2 separate regions of the Gossypium arboreum genome follow, and region 1 is linked to region 2. The links are chromatin contacts, called in public Hi-C maps. All regions are on one chromosome and are shown on one strand. The core of a region is the stretch at or near the end of the contact, and the rest is flanking DNA. Distances in the headings are between cores, read along the strand shown. Region 1 has its middle 19 kb from the start of LOC108463835. Region 2 holds the start of LOC108464045.

Region 1 (4,237 bases), core at 35-2,534, 140 kb before region 2:
ATGAAACTTTACTTGAGTACTAAATTTAAGGTTTTACTAATCTAATTAGTGTGGATTCGAATCCGACCATATATATATATTTATTGGGTTTTAAATAAAAGACTAAAATACCCTCACATAATATAATTTATTTTAATTAAAGAAGGATATTTCTATAATTTCCCTAACTGAATTGATGCATGGTTAACTCGTGAAACCAACTCAGTTAGAGACTTAAATAATAGTATAGATGGAATTTAGGAAAAAAATTGATATTGAGGGAGTCTCATGTCTTCTCTCTGTGAAAATATTGTTATTGGTTCTAGAGAATTCTCGATGGAAGGCTTGATCCCTGACAAGATTCATTTTAGAGATAAAGATGGAAATAGAGGTAACGATATGGTGATGGATCTGAGTGCTGAACAGATAAGCTCTTGGAAAGACAAGCTAGTAAGCCAATCTTCCAAATTCAATAGGAATGGATTAGAGGAGAAAGAGGATTTTGATTTATTGGAAGGAGATATCCAAAAGTCTATAGTGAATGGTATCCCTTACATTGAGTTTTTAGATCAGATCCATCAAATCCTCATTAAAGATATGAAAAACACAATGATCTTGAAACTTTTAGGGCGTAATATTGGTTATTCAGTCCTGCAGAATAAAGTCTATAGCTTATGAAAGCTCTCATCACCATTCCATTTGATGGACACAGAAAATGGATATTTTCTAGTCAAATTCCAGAATAAGCTTGATTGTGAGAAGGTCTTTTCTAGGGGTCCCTGGATTGTGTTTGGCCAATACTTGACAGTACAACCATGGACCACCTTCTTCAGTCCAATACAAAATTTTTCGAAGGTAGTAATCTCATGGATCAGGCTTCCTGGTTTGACAGGATACTTGTACAAATGAAAGATTTTGTGGGAAATAGGAGGAATGATCGAGAAGGTACCAAATTGCATATGAAAACTTATAACAGAGTAAGAGGCTGTTTTATCTGGATAGTGGTCTATATCAACTTGGAGAGGCCTCTGGTTTCTAAAATTTTAATTAATGGCAAAGTTAAAATATTTGAATATGAATTTTTTCTGATGGTTTACTTTTAGTGTAGAAGAAATGAACATGTTAAAGAAATGTGCACCTTCAAGGCAGATGAACACAACACCACAGATGAATCACTGCTAATTGGTTTATCACCAAAAAACCAAAATTTAGCTATCAACAACATGTTGGAGAACAGAAAAACTTACGGGTCATGGATGTTAGTGGAAAAGAAATCTAGGTGAAAGGCTAGGGATCCCCTGCAGTTGAATGCTAAAAATCTAGCGAAGAACAAGGGAATGTTTAAGTTTAAAGTATTGATGGAGTTGGAACTAAATGCTAGGGTTTTTTCTGGTTATCAAACCGAGGTGATTGACAATCGACGTAATAAAGGGAAAGGAATAATGAATGGGGACCATCAAAAAAGAAACCTTAAGGCAAAGCAACGGTCATCCGGTAAGTAAATTAGTGGACAAAGGTTCACCTAATAAATTGGGTTTTAAAAATATTGCTGGCCTGGTGAGATCAAATGGAGCTGCTAGTGGGTTGCCTGTTGGGCTTGGTGCAACTAGTACGTTGGCTAATGGTAATCATTTAGGAAATGGCGAGTCTAGGAAGAATATAAAAGAAACTAATGAGCGGTTGAATCTTAATGGCTCACTTGAAGGTATGCCATTTTCTAAGGTGAACAAGGTTATAGAAGGACTTGGAAGATAGTAGACACCCAAAGCTACTATCATCAAATAGTATCTGATAAAGAATGATGAGTCTGTTGATTCAGAATTTGAGCTATTTAATGGCAACGATGGGGATTCTTTGGAATCTAATTTTGCTCCATGCTCAACAATAGAAGGAATGATAGGTATTGCGTCAGAGGTGATGGTCGGCAACCTTGACCCCAAAAAACACACGGCTGTGATTTTTAAGGTGAAAAAAGATTAAAAATATGATTCTAACGATGAGGGGAATAATGGAATAATTGTGTTGAAGGCAGTGGTTCGCTAATCTGGAAAAGAGAATGGTGATAATCTTAGAGGTAGGAAAATAACAAAAAAACTTAATAAAATCAATCATGGCTGATATAATAGATTCAAAAACTTGGATAACTTCACGCGTTCCGTTGCGAGAGACCATGAACTACTTGACTGAGATTATTTTGACTAATAACAGAGGGGAAATCAACTTAGGTGATTTTGTTAGGTTAGAGGAGCATCTGGCCAGAATTGATCCTCATGGACAGTAAGACTGTATCGTTCTCTTTTTAATTTTTTTTAATGTTTAATTTTTTATGGATTTAAAATTAAAATTGTTTTCATGGAACTGCCAAGGGTGCGCTAACAGTAAATTTCTTTGAGTTTTTCCTGAATATAATGTATAATTTAATCCAGATATAGGATGTTTGTGGAACAGAGAATAAGTAGTAAAAAATAAAATTATGTTATTGGTAAATTAAGGTCTAATTTTCTCACCGTATTGAAGCTGTTGGCTTTTCAGAAGGCATCTGGGTGGTTTGCAAAGATTCTATTAAGATTCAAATTATCCAAAATCATCCTTAGTTCATTCTCCTTCATGCTGATGATATTTTTTCTACTAATTCCTTTTTTATCTTATTTGTTTATGGTAATCCTGATACGAAGAAACGAAGACTACTTTGGGATGGTTTGAAATTTGTGTTACTACATATTTTCTCTCCTTGGTTAATAATAGGTGACTTCAATACTATTCTTTCACTTGATGATAAAAAAGTTGCTGTGCGACCGAAAAGAGATGCAAATTTTTTTTGGAAATTTTGTTGATTCTTATGATTTGCAGGATTTGGGATACATTGGTCCTTCATTTACTTAACAAGGAGAAGGTACGTTTGAAATACTAGATTGGGCATTGGCTAATAATGCTTAGGTGACAAATTTCCTTCAATGTTTAGTTTCTCACCTTTTTTGCATGAAATTTTATCATAGACCCATCCTTCTAGATATAAGACCAGATCTAAATTTGGCTGGAGGAAGACCTTTTAGGTTTCTAGTGAGGTGGACTAAACACACAAGCTTATCATATTTTGTCAAATATAAGTGGAACTGTGTGGGTAATATGGCTGACACTCTTACTGATTTTACTTCGTTTATTAAAGATTGGAATGGGAATGTTTATAGATTCCTAGGTTCCAGTAAGAGGTATCTCATGAGAAAGCTTTCTATAGTCCAAGTAGCTTTAGACCACTCTGATTCAAATCATTTAGTCCAATAAGAAATGGAGATTTGTGATGAGTTGGAAAATGTGCTTAACCATGAGAAATTATTGTGGAGACAAAAGGCGAGGTGTGACTGGCTTTATTTAGGGGACAAGAATACAAAATTCTTTCATAGCCGCATGATACAAAGAAGGAAGCTTAATCACATCATGGCCTTACGACTCAATAGTGGAGGGTGGTGTTTTGATCAGAGCAAACTTCAAACTAAGGCATTGAGTTTTTTGAGAGATTGTATGGAGAAGTCTCAGAACCCATGAGAGATCTTCCATCCGATGTTTTCCCTAGCCTTGGTTCTTCGAATATTTCTTTTTTAGGGAAACAAGTAACAAATGTTGAGATTAAGAGGGCTTTATTCGATATGGCTCCGCTAAAAGCCCTGGAAGTGATGGATACTACACACCCTTTTTCCAGAGCCAATGGGATATCGTTGATAGTACTGTTTGTGAGTGGGTACAAGGAATTTTTGTAGGCAAACCTATTGATTCAGAATTGAATAATACTCCGATTGTTTTAATTCCAAGAAAAGACTGTCTTGAGAACTTCAGCCAATTTCGACCCGTTAGTCTTTGCTCTGTCCTATATAAGTTAGTGATTAAAGTGATTGCAAACCAATTTAATATGGCATTCCCAAACTTTATTTCTCAGGAACAAGCCAGTTTCATTGATGGGTGCAATATTTTTGATAATATTATTATAGTTCAAGAAGTGATCTACACTATGCGAAGAAAATGAAATAGGAAGAATAGGATGGCAATTAAACTTGATTTAGAAAAGGCATATGACAAAGTGAGTTAGGCTTTTATTGATGCTTCTTTACAAGCTTTCAGGGTTCCCGATTTCCTTTGGAAAGTGATCATGTCATTCCATTCATATCTTCTTCTACCATGTAAATTCTTTGGAATAAAGTTCCTACTTAGAAGTTTAAGTCGGTGAAAGGGATTCGTCAGGGTTGTCCACCTTTGCCATATCTGT
Region 2 (4,481 bases), core at 572-3,071:
CTCTCAAATCACTCTGCTCCAAACCTCGTTTTTCACCTCTCTCTTCAATTACAACCATAGAGCAGGATCTTTGGAGTCCAGGCATCTCCTGAGCCAATTCCTCCTCAGTGTCATGCAATAGGACTCTATCTGGGAAAGACTGAGACCTTGTACACTTACCCTGCTCAACACCATACATGTGATCCAAGCCGAAAGAATGAACTGACAAGTCTTTCGAAAGTTCAGAATCAGGTTTCGAATCCTGAGTTTTATTTAATAGCAGATCACCAGAGGAACCTCCCAGAGAGTTGTCTTCAAGCAATGCTTGAGGAACATTTGGAGATTCAAAATCAGAAACACCTTCCTGCTCAATGGTTGAAACTGAGTCCGGTTTTAAGTTCTTCAATGTCAAGGAAGAACGTGTTTTAGTAGGCACCTTAGCAAATTTGCAGAGGGCCAGTAAATCTGCACCAGTCTTCCCCGAGATATCATCCTCTGTAGAAGAATGCTTGAAAGATGAATCATTCAAGATACCCTCCTCTTCAGTTTCAACATTATCATTGCCGCCATCCTTCAGTTCTACAGCCTCAGCTCTAAAATCCATTGATTCATCCGATCTCTTCTGGAGTTCTCCATCAGTTTCAGACTTTAGATCTTTCTCGGCACCAGAAGAACTTGCCTTTAAGCTCAATTCATCCTCTAGATTGTACTTAACATCAAAGTTATCTAATTCTTCACCTTTAGGAGCAAACTCGTTCGAAACAGACTTCTGCAATCCATTACCAACATCTTTACCAGCCTGTGGCTCTTCATGATGTCCAGAAACATTATCATCATCAATCTCCAAGTCAGGAGAACCCCGAATCCGATCAGACCATGACCCACTTCCCCCATATTCTCGACCCCGGTAAGATCCCTCTTTCCTTCTTCCTTTAGAAAGATTTTTAGACCATGTGGAGTTATTATCATCAAGGTACTTCCTCCTGCCTGGACCCAAATCAGAATTAGCATTTCTAAGACGAGCAAGTGCCGATGTTCGGCCATCATAGGGAACGTGCAAGTTATCACCCTCTTGTGACCTATAGTCTTGATAATCCCCCATTTGCTTCTTCAACCTACCGTTCTGCCATTTAGCAGGTAGCACAGTTGGGGGCAATAACCCCTGAGAGACCAAATATTCCGCCGCAAGACGGCCAGCTTCCATAAATATGTCAGTGCCTTCGCGTGCTGGGAGCGGATGCGGTTGAAACGATTTCGGGTGGCTTTGACCACGCCCAAAACCACGCTTGAAGTTGCGGTACTCTGAATTGTAAAACCCATGGCCTCTACCCGATGTTTCAGGGGATATCCGGGAGGCGGAAACCCCCATCGCCATAGAATTAGACCTATAGTCATTCCCAGCGGTTCTATGTCTAGCATGCATGTTTGAAGCAGACCAAGTATCTGCACAACGCAGTATCGAAAATGAAGGAAAACCCAAGAAATAAACAAGAGATAATATCTGTGTATTTACTCTATCACTTCCAATTTAGAGCTGAAGATGTAAAACAAAACAGAGACATATCGGGAGGTGAAATTAAGGGTAGAAGTAGCAATAAGTTGGGGAATCCACGAAATGAAATATATGATTGATAGTGAAAAATCAAAATCAAACCTTCTTTTGTTTGTTTGTTTGGTTTTTTTTTTATTTTATTGAATTTGGATGATGCGTGCTTGGATGAAGAAGAATATCATCTGCTTTAATTTTTAGGGTTCCAGATCCAACAAGGAAAAATGAAAATCCCTAATTAATTTCATTTAATTTAACTACTATTTCTTTCATTTATTTATTAATAAAAAGAAGAAAGCAGGATATTTTAGTTTTTGATCATTTTTGCTTTTACCTTTGTTTGTTTTGTAAATTTTCTAGGTTAAATTGTGCTATTAGTCCTTGTACTTTGCTAAAATTGTGGATTTTTCCTTATACTTTAATTTAATCATTTTAGCCCTATATTTTTCAAACTTCAAATTTTCAGTCCTTACCAAATAAATAAGTATTAAATTTATTAAGTTCTATTATTTTTAAAATCTAATCGCCAAACATGTTATAATATATATAATGACATGTTAGTATATTACTTCCACATATCACTCACTAAAATTTCAATTAATAAATCAAAGACTATCATTTATGTCAAGACTAAAATATCAAATTTTGAAAATATAGGATTTAAAATAATTCAATTAGAGTATATGAACTAAATTTACAACTGTATTCATAATCCATAACTAGTAATTGAATTTAACCAAACGAATTTAAAGCTATGATTTTGGTCAGGACTAAAATTTAAATTTTAAAAAGTTACATGAATTAAAATTGACCAATTCAAAAATATAGAGATTAAAATTGATCAAATTAGAGTATAAAGACTAATTACATAACTTTCATAAAGTATAGGGGCTAATAACAAAGTTAAACTTTTTTTAAATAAAATCATGCTTTGGGTTTTGGTTTTGGTTTCAGATTCGGTGTGTGCATGTCTTGTATTGTTGGTAGGGAATCACACGTCAGTGCTTGTGTATGGTTAGCACGCGCCTGGACCACAAAGAACTTACCAGTGAAGCCATGTAAAGTGATCGGTTTTGATCGGACAATGATTCTCACGATATGTTTTGTTTTGTGTTCTTAAAACCGCATTTTCTTCGAAATATTTTAGAAAAAGACTTTCTTCTTTATCTTTATCTAATATTTCCTTTTCCTTTGTAAAACCTTAAAATTTTAATTCTGAATTTATTTTGAGTGCCATCAAATTAAATTTTATTTTATTTTATTTTTAATTCAAATAAATAGTAAATAATTATAATTTATTTTCAATACAGTCGTACATTAATTTTGAGATAAATATATGATTTTATTTTTACTTAAAATAAATAAGTTAATAAAATAAAGTAATTTATGTGCTTGTTAATCTAATAAATATCATTAAAATTAAAATTGAAAAAGAAATTGTATTTTAATTTCATCAGAGTATTTTATTTTAATAACTCAATCTGACAATATAATTTTTTAATAATTTTATTTAATATTTTTATGTATATAACAAAGATTGTAATTTTATTTCCTAGATCGTGTGGAAGGTAAGAAAGCTGCCATAGGAAAGTGATATTCTAAATATCGATATAAATATATCTATACTATTATTTAAATTTCTAAAATTTCTAATTAAATTGGTATCATAAGTTAATTGGGTATCATTTATTTTATATTAAATTATTATATTATTTTTATCTTTTATATAATTTTTAAATAAAAGAACTAAATTTAACATATTTAATTCCTCAAAAAATTAGCATATCCCATGATCAAATATCTATTCAATAGATTTATAAATAAGTTCTTTATCACTATACTAATAATAATTATTGGGTAATTTTTTAAATTATTTACATAAAATGTTTTCACTCACTCACATTTTCTATTTGTACTATTATTTAAACTCCTATTGAGTTAATATCACGGGTTATCTGGGTACCAACTACTAATTTACCCTTTTTTATTAAACGAGTACTATTATTATTTTGTCTATATCAGTATTTAAACCTTGATTGAGTTGGTGTCACGAGATAATCAAATATCAACTCAATTGAGAAAATACTAATTTACATCTTCTATTAAATGATCACCATTATTATTTTGATGATATTTTTGTCTTTTCATACTTTTATACGATTTTTAAATAAATAAAAAACTAAAATTAACATATTTAATAATCAAACACGTGTTCATAATCAAGTTATTTACCACTGCACAAGAATAACTAGGGTAAACTACACAATTAGTCACTAAACTATGGGTAAGTTTTTATTTTGGTCACTTAATTAAAAGAAGTTACAATTTGGTCATTGAACTATTCAAAAATTTTCATTTAACTAATCGGGTTGTTAAAATCGATGAGATATGGCTTTCTCTATTTGCACTGCTTGCACTAATTGAAAGCTTCTTTTTTTTTTTCTCTTCTCATTTACAATTTAGTTTCTTTTCATGAAAAAGCTTTAAACGTCACGAATCTATGAACCAAAATTCAAACTTTTTTCTATGATCTCCAACACTAACCATCAGGTTGACTTGGATCTAAGGTATATTCTTCTACTCATTGATAGGTAATGATCCATCATACTGATCATCAAACCGTTGCTTGGAGCTCACTAGTGGAACTTCAAAAAAAAAAAAACTCAACAACTAATGACTTTAATAAAAAAATTTTGAATAGTTCAGCGATTTAAATGAAAACTTTTGAATAGTTCCGTGACCGAATTGTAACTTTTTTTAGTTAAGTGGCTAAAACAAAAACCTACCCATATTTAGTGACTAATGGTGTAGTTTACCCTAATTATTATTGAGTAAATCTAAAAAAAAAAAAATTGTTTGCATAAAATGTTTTCTCCCACCTACATGGTGTATATAGATAATGTAATTGATTGAGTTGGGAGAAGGGATTGTATGACACTGTGATTCCACATCA

What was found. Hi-C and Micro-C count contacts between places; a contact is called where the count stands out from the background.
Region 1: a contact with region 2 is called in a Hi-C map of leaf, with 3 times the contacts expected there. The contact joins the enhancer-like site here to the promoter of LOC108464045 in region 2. A contact is called at or near these places in 2 of 5 Hi-C or Micro-C datasets (both in leaf).

Annotation. Positions count from the first base shown.
Region 1 is chr13:107,416,533-107,420,769 of ASM2569848v2, reverse strand. No RefSeq gene overlaps it. Among protein-coding and RNA genes, the nearest start is that of LOC108463835, 19 kb to the left of the region's middle. Within about 2 kb of position 1,284, at least 2 of the 2 cell types and tissues checked have an H3K27ac peak or open chromatin away from gene starts, as enhancers often do. A contact at or near this core is called in leaf, where this site is marked.
Region 2 is chr13:107,280,017-107,284,497 of ASM2569848v2, reverse strand. It overlaps LOC108464045, which reads right to left and starts at 1,821. Exons shown (of 4, transcript XM_017764123.2): 1 at 1-1,821. The coding sequence starts at 1,402.